Regions from separate parts of the Anas platyrhynchos genome. Here region 2 is linked to region 1. A link is a contact called in public Hi-C data. All regions are on one chromosome and are shown on one strand. The core of a region is the stretch at or near the end of the contact, and the rest is flanking DNA. Distances in the headings are between cores, read along the strand shown. Region 1 overlaps PAPLN (papilin, proteoglycan like sulfated glycoprotein). Region 2 overlaps PSEN1 (presenilin 1).

The links. Hi-C and Micro-C count contacts between places; a contact is called where the count stands out from the background.
Region 2: a contact with region 1 is called in a Hi-C map of skeletal muscle, with 4 times the contacts expected there. The contact joins two enhancer-like sites. A contact is called at or near these places in 4 of 8 Hi-C or Micro-C datasets (F1 follicle, F5 follicle, liver and 1 more).

The regions. Positions count from the first base shown.
Region 1 is chr5:35,263,045-35,269,434 of IASCAAS_PekinDuck_T2T, forward strand. PAPLN (papilin, proteoglycan like sulfated glycoprotein) reads right to left here. Exons shown (of 29, transcript XM_027459177.3): 6 at 5,419-5,549; 7 at 4,960-5,083; 8 at 4,115-4,195; 9 at 3,270-3,442; 10 at 2,536-2,659; 11 at 1,311-1,437; 12 at 527-592. Among named protein-coding and RNA genes, the nearest start is that of PAPLN, 38 kb to the right of the region's middle. Within about 2 kb of position 2,472, at least 4 of the 8 cell types and tissues checked have an H3K27ac peak or open chromatin away from gene starts, as enhancers often do. A contact at or near this core is called in F1 follicle, where this site is marked.
Region 2 is chr5:35,327,816-35,334,205 of IASCAAS_PekinDuck_T2T, forward strand. PSEN1 (presenilin 1) reads right to left here. Exons shown (of 11, transcript XM_038179140.2): 3 at 1,438-1,691; 4 at 224-365. Among named protein-coding and RNA genes, the nearest start is that of PSEN1, 5.9 kb to the right of the region's middle. Within about 2 kb of position 2,411, at least 2 of the 8 cell types and tissues checked have an H3K27ac peak or open chromatin away from gene starts, as enhancers often do. A contact at or near this core is called in F1 follicle, where this site is marked.

The DNA.
Region 1 (6,390 bases), core at 1,222-3,721:
ACCTCGCTGTATATTGTAAGTATTTTGTCTGTCACATCCTTGCGCTCATCACAGTATAAAGGCAATTTTCTGTGTCATATGGGGCCTATGCCAAAACGAGAAGAGCTTTTGAAGAACTCTGAGGCTTTTCCACGGCACACTGGAATTTTGGCCAATGTTTCAATGGCCCTAATCCATCATGCTCCTTTTCCTTTGTTATTTATCTTGATTAACCAAACAAAAATTTCCAGAACATTTTTTTTACCTCTCTAAACTAATTCCAGAGAAAATGCAATAATTATCTAGCCAAAAGCTATGAAGAAACTGTCCCCTAAAAGTTAGGTTACCAGGACCACTCACAATCACCTAAGCAAAGCTTAGCCAGCCAGCACCCTCCACCATCATTTTCATTGGCAAGAATCAAAAGCAAAGCACCACCTGCTAGCACCAGTGCCAGAGGAAAGCCCCCACATCCTCCAGTAGGAAACTAGGTGGAGAGCAGAAGAGAGCAGCTGCCTTCCTGTGCTTTCTAAAGTCTCCTCGTTACCTCTTCATCTGAGAGCTCCGTGCTCCACTGTGGCTCCAGGCTTGTGGTGCATAGATGTAAGAAGTCCTTTATACACAGAACAAAGGATTTAAAGCACTTACAGAAAGTAGCTATGGGCTATCGTATTCAGAAATGCTCCCAGTTTTTCAGGTGCCCTCTGGCCCATAACAGAACACTCACAGGCCTCCACAATACACACCAGGTACACAGTGAGATATGCAGTTGAGGCTCTGGTTACCTGTCTGGATGCCCATAAGAGCCAAGTAAAGCCAACTGCAAAGCTATGTAAGCAAGGGACAAAGGTGAAATGGTTCAGTAAAGGGATTTGAAAACGCTAGAGATGGAATAGATTCCAGGATTCATCCCTTTTGAAGAGCAAGGACACTCAAAATGTAGAAATGACATGAAATTATACTGGCTCAAACCTACTCCTCTTTTTTTTGTAAGCTCCAGTTGAAGAGAACAAAAATCTCAGAATCTGTTTCCTACATCCTATATGGGTAGCACATTAACTCTAGCAGACTATCTTCCACAATCAGATGCTAGAAAGAAAATGTAATTGATCTGTGAAATGAACATAAGACATACCAAGCCCTTTTGCACATAAAAACGCTTGTTATAGTGTTAACATCACTATCCTTTGTCTTGGGCTTTCTCTAAGAAGTGAAACATTTCCTTGGAGAGCACCATGCTGGAGGATGGTAGTGGGAGGGTCATTCTTTTTCCTGGCTCCAAAAGCACCTCAGGAAGAAGTTAGAGCCCACAAATGGAAAGGAAACCTTACCGTTTTGTCTGGGGACAAGTCTGACGGCCACATGTCCGGTTATTGTCTGGTTGTGGTTTATTCCTGCACATATAGTCTGGATAAATTTCATTGTCAATGGTACAAAACACCAAACGGGACTGGAATCCTAAAGGAGAAACAAGAGAGTATCCTGACCTGTGTTTGAAATGCAGTGGTGTTGCCAAGACAAGATCCTAAAGTAGTACAGAATTCACACCTGCACCCATCAACCTGTAAAAAAATCAGGTGCAGCTCTTGGCCTGTCACTAGATGTATGAATGATGCCTACCCACAATATCTCAGTCCACAGGAAATGCAGAAGAGACAAAATAGTTCTGTGCAGCTTAGGGGCCTTTCCCTGTTATTTGAGTGGATTGTGACTCACAAGAGAAGTGCCACATCCATACATTGCTTATCAAGGAATGCTGCTTGGTGTGTGCAGCATGCAGCGGCAGATCTGTGGACCTCCTGTTAGACCCAGAAGATCAATCTTGTAAAGAGCAGACACCGGAGAAAAACTTCAAACTCTTCACGCTTTCTACAGGATGAGAGCACCCAGCAAAGACAACATCAACTCCTACAACCACAGCATGGCAAAAGTTACTGAAATGACCATCAGCACGGAAGACCAGAAGAAAGAGAGCAGCTCTACAGTCTAGTTAGCTGGAGATTTTGGCTTGATTGTTGTTTTTGTTTGTTTGTTGATTTGTTTTTTAGCTTAAAAGCTTGGCTTACAGAAGAAGCTGCAAACTGAACATGTTGTGACACCCCAGGAGATCCAACAATCTATCCCCTCAGAGAGAGGGAATCTTTCAGGCTATGACAGAGGTATAGAGCTATGATGAAACTTGGTTTTGTAGGCCAGGTCATTTTGGAGAGGACCTCTCAAGTGGTTGAAAAGGCCTGAAAAGGACGTGGAGAAGTGAAGCTGAACAAAACAAAACAAAGGTAACTCATGAAGAGTCTTAACAGATCCTAGTAACCAGTCTGAGGACTAAGATGTGAGATAAGACAGGACAATGCAAGGTGCACAGTCCTCTTGTGATTCCACATGCAACTCTCCCTTGACAAAACCTTAATGGCCCCCTGTAGAGATCTGTGCTGTCTTCCAGCAGGAAACCGCTGAGAAGCAGCTGCAGAGGGCAGCACACAGTCACACAGTGTCTTCAGGGCGTGGATATAAACCCCGAACCAAGCTGACAGCGACCAGGTGCTGTCCCCTTACCTCCTCCACACTCAGAGCTGCACTCACTCCATGAACTGTAACTCCAGCTGTAACCCGAGGTCTGTCCTTGCACGGGCAGGTAGTATTCATACTGCACCCCTGGGTTTGGCTCCTGACTGATGAGCTATGAAAGCATGGGATAAAGTCAAAGAAACAGCAGCAGCACTTTTACCCTTCACAGCATTTCCCCATCGTTCCTGAGGGCTCAAGCTGACTTGCTTCCCTCCAGTACAGGGAGTACTTGTTCTCTAGACTGTATTTTCTCCTTGCCTTCTGTGATGCTCTAGGGAGCATCATGTTTCAGAGAAGAGTGCATTTATTTCTCTCATAGGCAGAAGATCTACATGCTCTGTAACAGTAATACCCTGACCCTACAGCACATGTGCCTACAGCACACCATAACATGCAGCGCCCTAAAGCCTATCCCTCCCCCAACCCCATTCTGTGCTGACTCTTCTCTTAAAGTCAGAACCCAAGGGAACAGGCAAGAGGCCAACACCAAGCCTTGCACGTCTCCTTACTGGGCAACAGAACAAGAGCAGAACACTGTGTGATTTCTACAAGAAAAACACCTAGCTTAAGGGTCTACAGCTCTGCAAGACTCCTGGGGGCCCAGTTACTCTTCTGTAGTCTTTCCCATGTAGTCCCCACCAATGCACAGCCAGGGCACAAAGCAAGGGCTGCTACGCAAAGCAAGAGAGCGAGTACCAGTGGGGACAGGCACAGCCACTTACCTCAATGATTAAGGGTTCTGTGGTAGGGCCCCTGGCATGGAGGAGCTCTGGGGCCAGATCACCTTCTGAGCCACGGTCGTAGTGCATAACTGTGCTGGCTATGTGCAGAGCTCGGCTGAAGTCAATCGTCCAATGCCCATTCAGATAATATTCCCCTCTCACGTTCTTGACAGCTGGACAAACCCACATACCAGAGAAGAAAAAGAAGTAAATTAACACACCTATAACTTGAATCCTGGTTCTAGATTCTGCAAGACAGTGCCTGCTCTAGACTTTCAGGGTACTGGCAACCCGCAGAGCTCTCAGCTCCACCATTTGAGCCCCAGCTCCTTTGCAACAGTATTGCAATCCTCTAAAGTGTGGTGACAGTCTAATATGTCAGCATCTACCAACACAGCAAAAATTCATATATCAAGAGGACTATAAGAATTCAACAAGTGTGCTTCTGTTTTTACTTAATATTGAATCACACACACAGCAAATAAAGGTTAACATCAAGCCCTCTAGTGCTTTCTTGCCAGAAGCAGCTCCATGTTCAGACAATTCTTGCTAGCTCTGCTGCAGAGAAAGCAGTCTCTTGCTGCACAGCCAAATCCCTTCAGCATATTCCTGTCCTGTCTCTACCTTTACCATTTAGTCACTGAAAATGAGGTAAACCTGAAGCTCAGAGTTGAGCATCACTGTAACATCAAAGATACTCAATATTCAGATCATGATTTTTGAAGTATTTTTTCCTCTGCTGTATCAAGCTCTCAAGGCCCAAAGCCCATTGTACCTGAAAACCAAATTTTAATGCAGTCTGAAGTCCAAACAGACTGAAACACAGGTTCTGATATCAGACTTACCCAAAAAGTTCCTGCTGGGCATAACCTCCTTAATTTGGATGCTGGTGGCTCCCACAGGAATGATAAAGATTTGATTGTACCCTGAAGAAAAATGAAAGGGATTATTCAATATCTATCTGCGGATATCAAAAAGTTACACTTCTGTGCCAATAATTCTCCAAGTTTCATTAGTGCCTGAACAACTGGATGAGCTTTATGGTGGTGGCTTGAAGCATTTCAGCTGCCATTTTGTCTGCATTCTGAATAGTTTCACCAAAAAGTCTCAAGAGGCCAGTTCATGTGCATAAAGTTGCAACTTCACCTCAGAAAAGTAATCACAGGGGCTAGTGCAAAGTCTTTTTTTTTTATATATTAAATCCTTTAGCATTTCATCAAGTTCTATATTGGAGCTCATCCCAGAGAGATTTGAGCACGGTGCAGTTGTTGTCTTGAAATGACTCAAAATTGGCCAAATGCAGAAGATGCAGTTCCATTTCTAGCCTTGCTGAAATTCCAGTGGGACTGTCAAGGCACTGGGTAGGGGGGTAGTCTTATGAAGGAGATATATAGAAATATTCATATGTACATTTATAGCACCTGCTGGAACAGGGAAAGACACCGGCAGCATGGCAAGTACATTAGGCTGTACTGAGACTAAGGAAGTGATTCCCAGGGTGAGGCAATCAATGCGTTCTCTGATGGTAGAACAGCTGAAGAGCCACGTGCCATACTAACATTTCAAGTGAACACTCAAGCTTGCCGATATCAATAATGTGAGCAGGTGTTCCCACCAGCCCTTGCAGCAGCTTCGGTTTAGGTTTAACTCTTCCCTTGTCACCTGCCTGAACTACCCAGATTATTTGTACCTTTGGGAAGGTTGGGCACATCAAAAGTGCCCTTCACACCATAGCAGGTGCTGCCATCTCCTCCACACTGCAGGCACTTGTCCTCCTTCTTGGCAGATTCCAGTATGTTATCGCAGCCAACGGCCTGTCAGAGCACAGGGGCATCAATATGAATAAACCATAACAATGAGGGAAAGAAAGAAAAAATGGTCAAATGTTGGACTGATTTAATGAGAAAACATGAGTCTAGGGAGTCTGGGAAGTCAGGGAAGGAGCTGTCAGTGGAAGGACAGAGTTGGCATCTTCTGTTTTGCTTCCAGAGACAGAGAGATAAGAACTGTTAACATGTCCCTCAGCACCTCAGAAACTGAATGAATGCACTTTCCAGGTATTATTATGAAGGGCCAAGAAGAACAAAGGAAAGCACCTAAAAGACTTACAGAAGCAATGGTAAAGGAAGGAAACAACAGGATGACTCACCTGACAAACTCCCTCTACACAGATATCCCGCTTGCCAGGTTCACAGGTAGTCCCATCTACCACAGCTTCCTTGTGCCTGTAGTAGAAGTTTTCTCCCTTGGGAATACAGTTTAACTCACATTTATTGGGTGCTGGCAGGAGAGAAAAAACAAACATTACATACCACAGCTTGCTAATACATCAGGAGCCTAGTATTATATCACAAGAGCAGAAACAGAGGGGTGGACTAATATTAAGTGACAGATATTGAGTGAATTTTTGGGTCACAAACTGCTGGATTATAGAAAAGTACCCTGAAAAAGCCTAAGGACATGCATCCTTTTCCTTGGGCACCCTGTTTGGCCAGTGGTGGAGAGGAGATGTTGGGCCTGGTAGATATTTGGTTGTTCCTTAGTTCTGTGTACAAAGCTTTCTAGGATGAGAACAAGTGCTGGTACAGAACACAAGAGAGCTGTTACTTTAACAGTCAACAAGCAAAACTTTAAATCCATCTTGAAATCCCTCGTAATTCATTAAGCCACTGTTAATTATATCAAAGCTCAGATCAAGGACCTCTGGCTTCCTATACCTGCCTTCTGAATTGGTTCATCATAAAGTGTGGGCCAATTACAAGATACGTCATGTCTTCTGAAGGACTTACTAATCATATGCATTTGTTTCTCATTTGTCATGCTGGTATTTCCACCAATATTGAAAAATACATCAGAGCTGCTGCTTCTTTATTATTTTAGGATCTAGCTGCAGGCAGTTCCAGCTTTCTTGTGCAATGTTTCTGAAAGAACGACTGTTACAATAGACAACTATATACTGCTGCAGTGGTTTGTGTCTCTTGGCCCATTGTGTCTTTGTGAGAGCAACGCTTTGCAGCTGGCAAAAAGATTTTTCCATGCCTCAAACCCTCCTGCTACTCCAGCTGAGGAAGTACCTACTACAAAAGTATAGTCAAATACATTACAGTCACTTCATAACAAA
Region 2 (6,390 bases), core at 1,161-3,660, 65 kb after region 1:
AGAAGCAATGCCACCCTAATTCTAGCTGATAAAACAGCCAGCAGTGTTAGCATGGGGTTACTGTCTCCCTATTATGTGAAGCCACAAATTTGAAACACTTAAAATACCCAATCCTGTAACTTCTGCTCGCTCATCCTTGATAACCCTTCATTTTGTTCCATCCTTGATAATCAGTACTAATAAATAAAACTAGCACAATTACTCAACTCACAATTACACTCACCTTATAGCACCTGTATTTGTAAAGCACAACCAGGAGTATGGTCATGACAATGATGACACTGATCATGATAGCAGCATTGAGAATTGAATTCAGGGCCCGTTGTCCAATCGTCTCTGTCTCTTCTGTGAAGGGAGTGTAGATGCTACAACAACAAAAAGTCAACTGAAATGCCTCTGCAGAGTCCACAAATGTTTGTGATATGCAAGGCCAACATGAAATGAAATTGCAATAATCTTTCAATTCAGAGTGACAGCTATTTTCTACTTAGCCAAAACCTGAAAGGCAGCACAGTATTGTATCAGACAAACTTTAATAAAAAAACATTATTCTTCCTTAGAAGAATAGAAGACCTGCATTTCCTATATTCTTAGATTACAACTAATTTCCACTTTGTAAAACAAACAACTAAGAAATCTAGGTTGTTTGATGAATTTGCTCACGTGCTATGACTCATTAGACTATTACTGCAGCTAGACCTTTATAAGCACACCATCTAGTGGATTTACAATGAAGTGTCCCCCAGTGATTCCAACAAAAACACTGCATGAGCTCAACTCTTTCTTACATCAATAAAACAAGGTGGGGAGGAAAAAAGCACTTCATTACATGACAGGACAAAAAGAAAATACTTACCATAAATAAAATCCCAAGAAAAAATATTTTTGATCAACAATTTTGTTTCATCAAAACACAAAGTTCCTTTTCACTACCATTTTATGACATTCTTACGTTACACAAATATTTCAAAGCCAAACACACTTTGAATCATTTTGTCTAAATGTTTTTATGGGGCTACATTTAGACTGATTTGCTTCAGGTTCTGACAGGCTCAGTGTTCTTTCTGTCTCCTTTCTCCTGAAACAGCTTTCACTGAAATTGTTATTTTTTGGCAATATTAGTATCAATATTTTGATTGAGTTTATTTTGCAAATACCAGAGAGCACAAAGTGTTAAAAAGAGGATCAGGATTTGAATCAAGTAGTTACAAGTAAGATGTCATCCAGACTGGTTGACAGATATAAAACAAATGTGAGTAGTACCATGATAGAGTTTGGTTTCTGGAAGGAATAAAATAAAGCTATCTCTAGGTTGGTGAAGAGGAAAAGGGAGATGAGGAAGTTCACTGTTTCAATTAAAATCCTGAAGAAATTGAGATTAAAGAAAATGATCTAAGTGGGTCCATTAAAAAGACAGGGGAAAAAATTGATACATACAGCTGTCCATCCTTGCGTGTGTAAAAGCTGACAGACTTGATGGTTGCAACAACGACCACCATGCAAAGTGTGACAGGTACAAACAACATAATCACATGTTTTGCCCCATATTTCAGTGTCAGCTCCTCATCTTCTTCTTCATCTTCCACCACCTGCTGAATGTTGTTCTGTGGCTGCCCATTGGTTTCAGACCCAGGATTGTCATTTCTTCTGCGCTCACTGTTATCATGACGCCGTCTTTCACTGTTATCATTCTGCAATATATAAAACACTTCCATCAGAAACTATCCATAATCATATTAATGTGTATTAAGATGGTCTTGAGGGGGGCAAGTGTAAGGTAATATTTACTGTCAAAAACATTTTTCACATTGAGGACATAAACAGGAATCATTAAGTGTTTCACATAGTTACCACAAGAATAAAAGCACAGGGTTATATTAGAAGCACTTATACTAAAACAGCAGCAGGCTGTTAGATGCAACCAACATTGCTATGCCATCTTTTCTACAAACAGAAGAAAAAGCTAAGTAAAAAAAGACAACTTACTCTCTTTGTCCAAACTACAGTTGATACAAGGGTGCATGACAGTAGATTACTCATAGCTTAACAACAATTAACTGTCTACTTCCAGAAGTAATGCCAGAGACATTTATTAGACTAATTCCATGAAAATCCAAAGAAAATTTCTATTTTCCTTACCATGTTACTCCCGCTACAGTACACTAACTAGAATATATAATAAAATTGAGTTTCACAAAGCATTGTTTACACATTTTTAGCAAGAATGACACAGAAACAGTGATCAAACTCAGATAATTCTTGCTCATTACACTGAGATTTGATCGCAAAGTTTTACTGTGATGAGTTAAGTGTGCAGATTCCTTTTCTCCTCTCCCAAGGATGCTAGAGCCACGTCCTTTTGCTGACATTGAAGAAATTCCACCACCCCTGTCAAAAAATGTAAGAGCCTCCTGGCCTTCCTGATACTGCTGAGTGAAACATCAAGGCTATAATACAAACACAAGGACAGAGGTAGATTTTCCATATCTCCCTCAAAAGAATTATGACTAACCACAAGCAAAAATGATCTACGAACTCAGCTTTTACAAAATTCTGAGCTGAAATACTGTCTGTGAGTGAATGATCAAGCCTACATTCTGTAACGGGGGCATTTAACATTTTATGTTGTGTGCACATACAGAGAACACAGCAGCAGAGTAAGCTACGTTTCACCTATTCTAGACCACATAGCAACAGAATTCTTTTACGTTTCTCAGTCACTCTAAACAAGCCATAAAATGCAAAAGCTTATACAGATTAGTCTTTTTTTCCCCACTCTATTATCATGTTTAAGTCGATGCTGTACTGTTCCCTTCACTCCACCCAAGAGGGTCAACATAAATGAGACGTAATATAAAGACTTCTGATTCCTTGCAAAATAAACCTTACAACTTCAGAATTACTTCATTTACAAACAGTTCAGTTTGAGTAAGTGCACTCAAGCAGCTTACTACTGAAAAGTACAATAAACTGAGGGGAGATATCTTTTGTAATGCCTTCAAATATCATTTAGTAAAATTGCGTTAGACATTGGAAAAGACATTAAAAATAACCAAATGTATTTCTACTTGAGAACTGTTACACAGGTAATTTTTCCTCCTTAAACATGCTATGTTAAAGTCCCATTACCTGTTCTTAACAGCATTTCCAAACATAACTGCTAGCCTGTGTCCAATTAACTCAATTGAAGTTTTTTTGATAAATTCATAGTCATTTTGGAGATTCTTTTTATAGAATTGTCTCAGCCCCACCCTCAGAAAAGATAAGACGTTAAACACACAGTCAGGAACTCATAGTTTCAAAAGCACTTAAGTGATTAAGGAGTACAAGTCCCTGGACTTCGAACTGCAAACACTGACACTGCTAAAATCCTGGTTGATGCTTTACAGCTTCCCTAACTCATGAAAAAGCTACTTTCACAGAACTTTACACACTAGCAATACATACCAAACGCTTTACCTGTTTACTTCTTTCTTTGTTGTATCCTCAGGATCAGGCTCAGTAGGGTTTCAAGAACTGCCCTCTAAGAAAATTTGTTGGTTTTTTTTTGTTTTTTTTTGTTTTTTTTTTTTTACTTTTCAAAGAGGAAACTGAGTATAAGGGGAAGGAAAAAAAAATCTAAAATTGTCTTAAGCAAATAAGAATAGCAAGCAACCAGATTTTTAGTATTCAATTTTAGCCTTAAATGGAATTTAATATGACAAATTTAATGCATGACCTAAGAAAGATTTCAGATTCGAGATTATTTCTTACTAAATCTAAGATTCATTATAAACTACTTGGTATATTTCGTATAAAATCTTCACATACAATTACTGAAAGCCAGATAGAAACAGGAATATTGGAGAATGCAGTGTTCTGAAACTTTAATCATTCTGTAAAGGCTGTGTGCATCTTTGTGAACTTCTTTCTGTACAGATTATAGCTCAAATTTAACATTTTTTCACTTTCTTAGTGAAAGAGCTCCATTTCTCTCAGCTTACAAGACAACAATAAGCTTATCTATCTAAATAAACTGCCTAAGATGACCATAAGTAATATTACACAAGATGAGAGTCTTAGAACAGTTCACAAGTAAAGCAGACCTAGTACGTAGGTTTCTGCACACTTGTGGAATGTTTTGCTCTTTCTCTGCTGTAAAAGCAGTTCTGCATGAGGGAGCACTTACCCCTCTCACCCACAGAAATACAAAAACTAAAATCTAAATCTACAATTTTGCAGTGAAAATATAAAAACAGGAAAGGAAAAGCCTGATTAGCTAAGCACATCACTACAGACAAACTGCAAAATTTAACACAAAGAAAACCTGAAGAAATTAGACCAATGCGTGCCACTCTGTTTCCTGCACCAGTTAGGAACAAAGACACAATCACAAAATGTCTTTACACAATTAAAGCACAGTGCAAGAAAATCAGAACAGCATCAAGAAATACTGTAAGATGTTATAAGAATTAATCTCTCGCTCAAAAATAGAAAAAGGTTGTACCATCAGTCTAGTGAACTGAAGTGTAGCTAAATGTGACATGCATGTGCCCCTCTGCTTAAAAGAACAAAGTACACTCATATCCTACCTGATCAGTATTAAAGAGAGCAGAGGCCATGGACTCTTGCTGAAGTGGAAGCAAAGGAACAGACTCTTCACTTTCCTCAGACATAGTTAAAAGTGAAAATTCTGAAGCTAAAAAGTCAGTAACACCTGTTGTAACACCGTAAGCAAACGTAAGTTATGAACTACGCGCTTTCAGGTGAATAAGCAACATCAAAAGCAACTGATAGGTTTCTTTCCTATCAGGAAAATAGTTAATAGCAAACCCAGAGCAAAGCCCCTGAATCAACAGATAAAAAACCCAGCGTATTTGATAAAATATTTTTACCTAATGAATGCAAATTGATGTATTATTTAGCAGACCCTGACAGTGGGCATAGGCTTCTTCATCAGTTCTCACATACACCATTTATGTTTAAAGGCTGTTATACAGTGACAGGGCACTGAAGACTGGGCTGAACTCTTGGTATGTAACCAGAAGAGACTGCAAACCATACCAGTGATTAGTGATTTCTCATGCTGAGTGCTAGCTGACAGAAGCTAGGTATTACCTAAGCAGGAAAGAACCTTCATACCTCTGTACAAAAACAGCGGACATATGTAGGGCAGAAGAATCATTACACCTAAGTATTGAAGCTAGACCTAGAATTACACTTGAAAGAAAAAGCAATAGTACAATCTGTCAGTGAGAAGTAAATAAAACAGTCTGCCCCCCATTGCTGGGAAGTAGCTCCGGTAAGCTTTCTTCAAGGACAGTGAGCCTGGAGCTAATCATAGAGCTCTGCCTTTTTAATCCGGCAGAAACGTTCAATAAAGGTTAAGCTCCCACCTGTCCAAGATGAAAAGAAACTTTTTTCATTCCCTCTGATGTAGAAGCATAAAGCATGGAAACTCTCCTGCTGCAGTTTTTTATTTTTAGCAACAGTTTCTATAATCAGTAAGGTCTTAAATCAGTCTTACTTCTAAACTCCAAAGATAATTTTCAAATGTTCTGTATTTTTGCTTTTTACAGGATGTTGACCTGAGATAAATACAAGAATTTTTCAAAATTCCATTTAACCTGTTGGATTGCATAGTGAAATTAGAACAGGGATCAAAATATTGTCTTGAATCTGTCATAAACACACCTACTAGTGGCTCAATCTCCCAGGAGCATTTCTATGTCATAAGGAAACCTGACACTCAACAGTTATTGCAGAACAAGGAACTGGGCATGACAAATCCAAGAGCCTGGGCACCACACCCAAGTAGACCAACTAAACTTGGTTTTATCAAAACACAAGCGCTACAATAAGCATAGTATTAGCAATTATTACACAATTAGCACTTTCTAAGGAATGATATAGAGCTTTAGGGTTTGTTTTTTTCCCCCACACACCCCGAACCTCAAGAACTCTGAGAACACCCTGACAATTACTCAAAATTAGGACAAGACAGTTCTGCTCCTTCTGCACAGGAGTAGCATTCCGGTAACAACAATGACAAAACCCAAGCTCTACCTAGACTAAAATTAACTCCAAGACTGAACCCCCTGAATCAAGCAGACCATGGCCGGAGTTCAATAAATCACCTGGAAATCAAAGTCTGTTACGGGAATATCCCACCTCATTTTTAAATTTTTTTCTAGAGGGCCTAGTCACTCCAGCATCCTTTTAAACTGGGAGAAGTCTACCCAAGTTTAGGATGTTAAATAATTTACAGAGTATTTCTTTCAGCACTGCTTATCACAACAGTCAGATGGAGAAAATTACTCCCAAACAGATCTCTATAGTTCTGAACTGTATTTTCATCCACACTGATTATTCATCCCAATTTAACTGCTATCAGGTAATAAAATTGTTTAT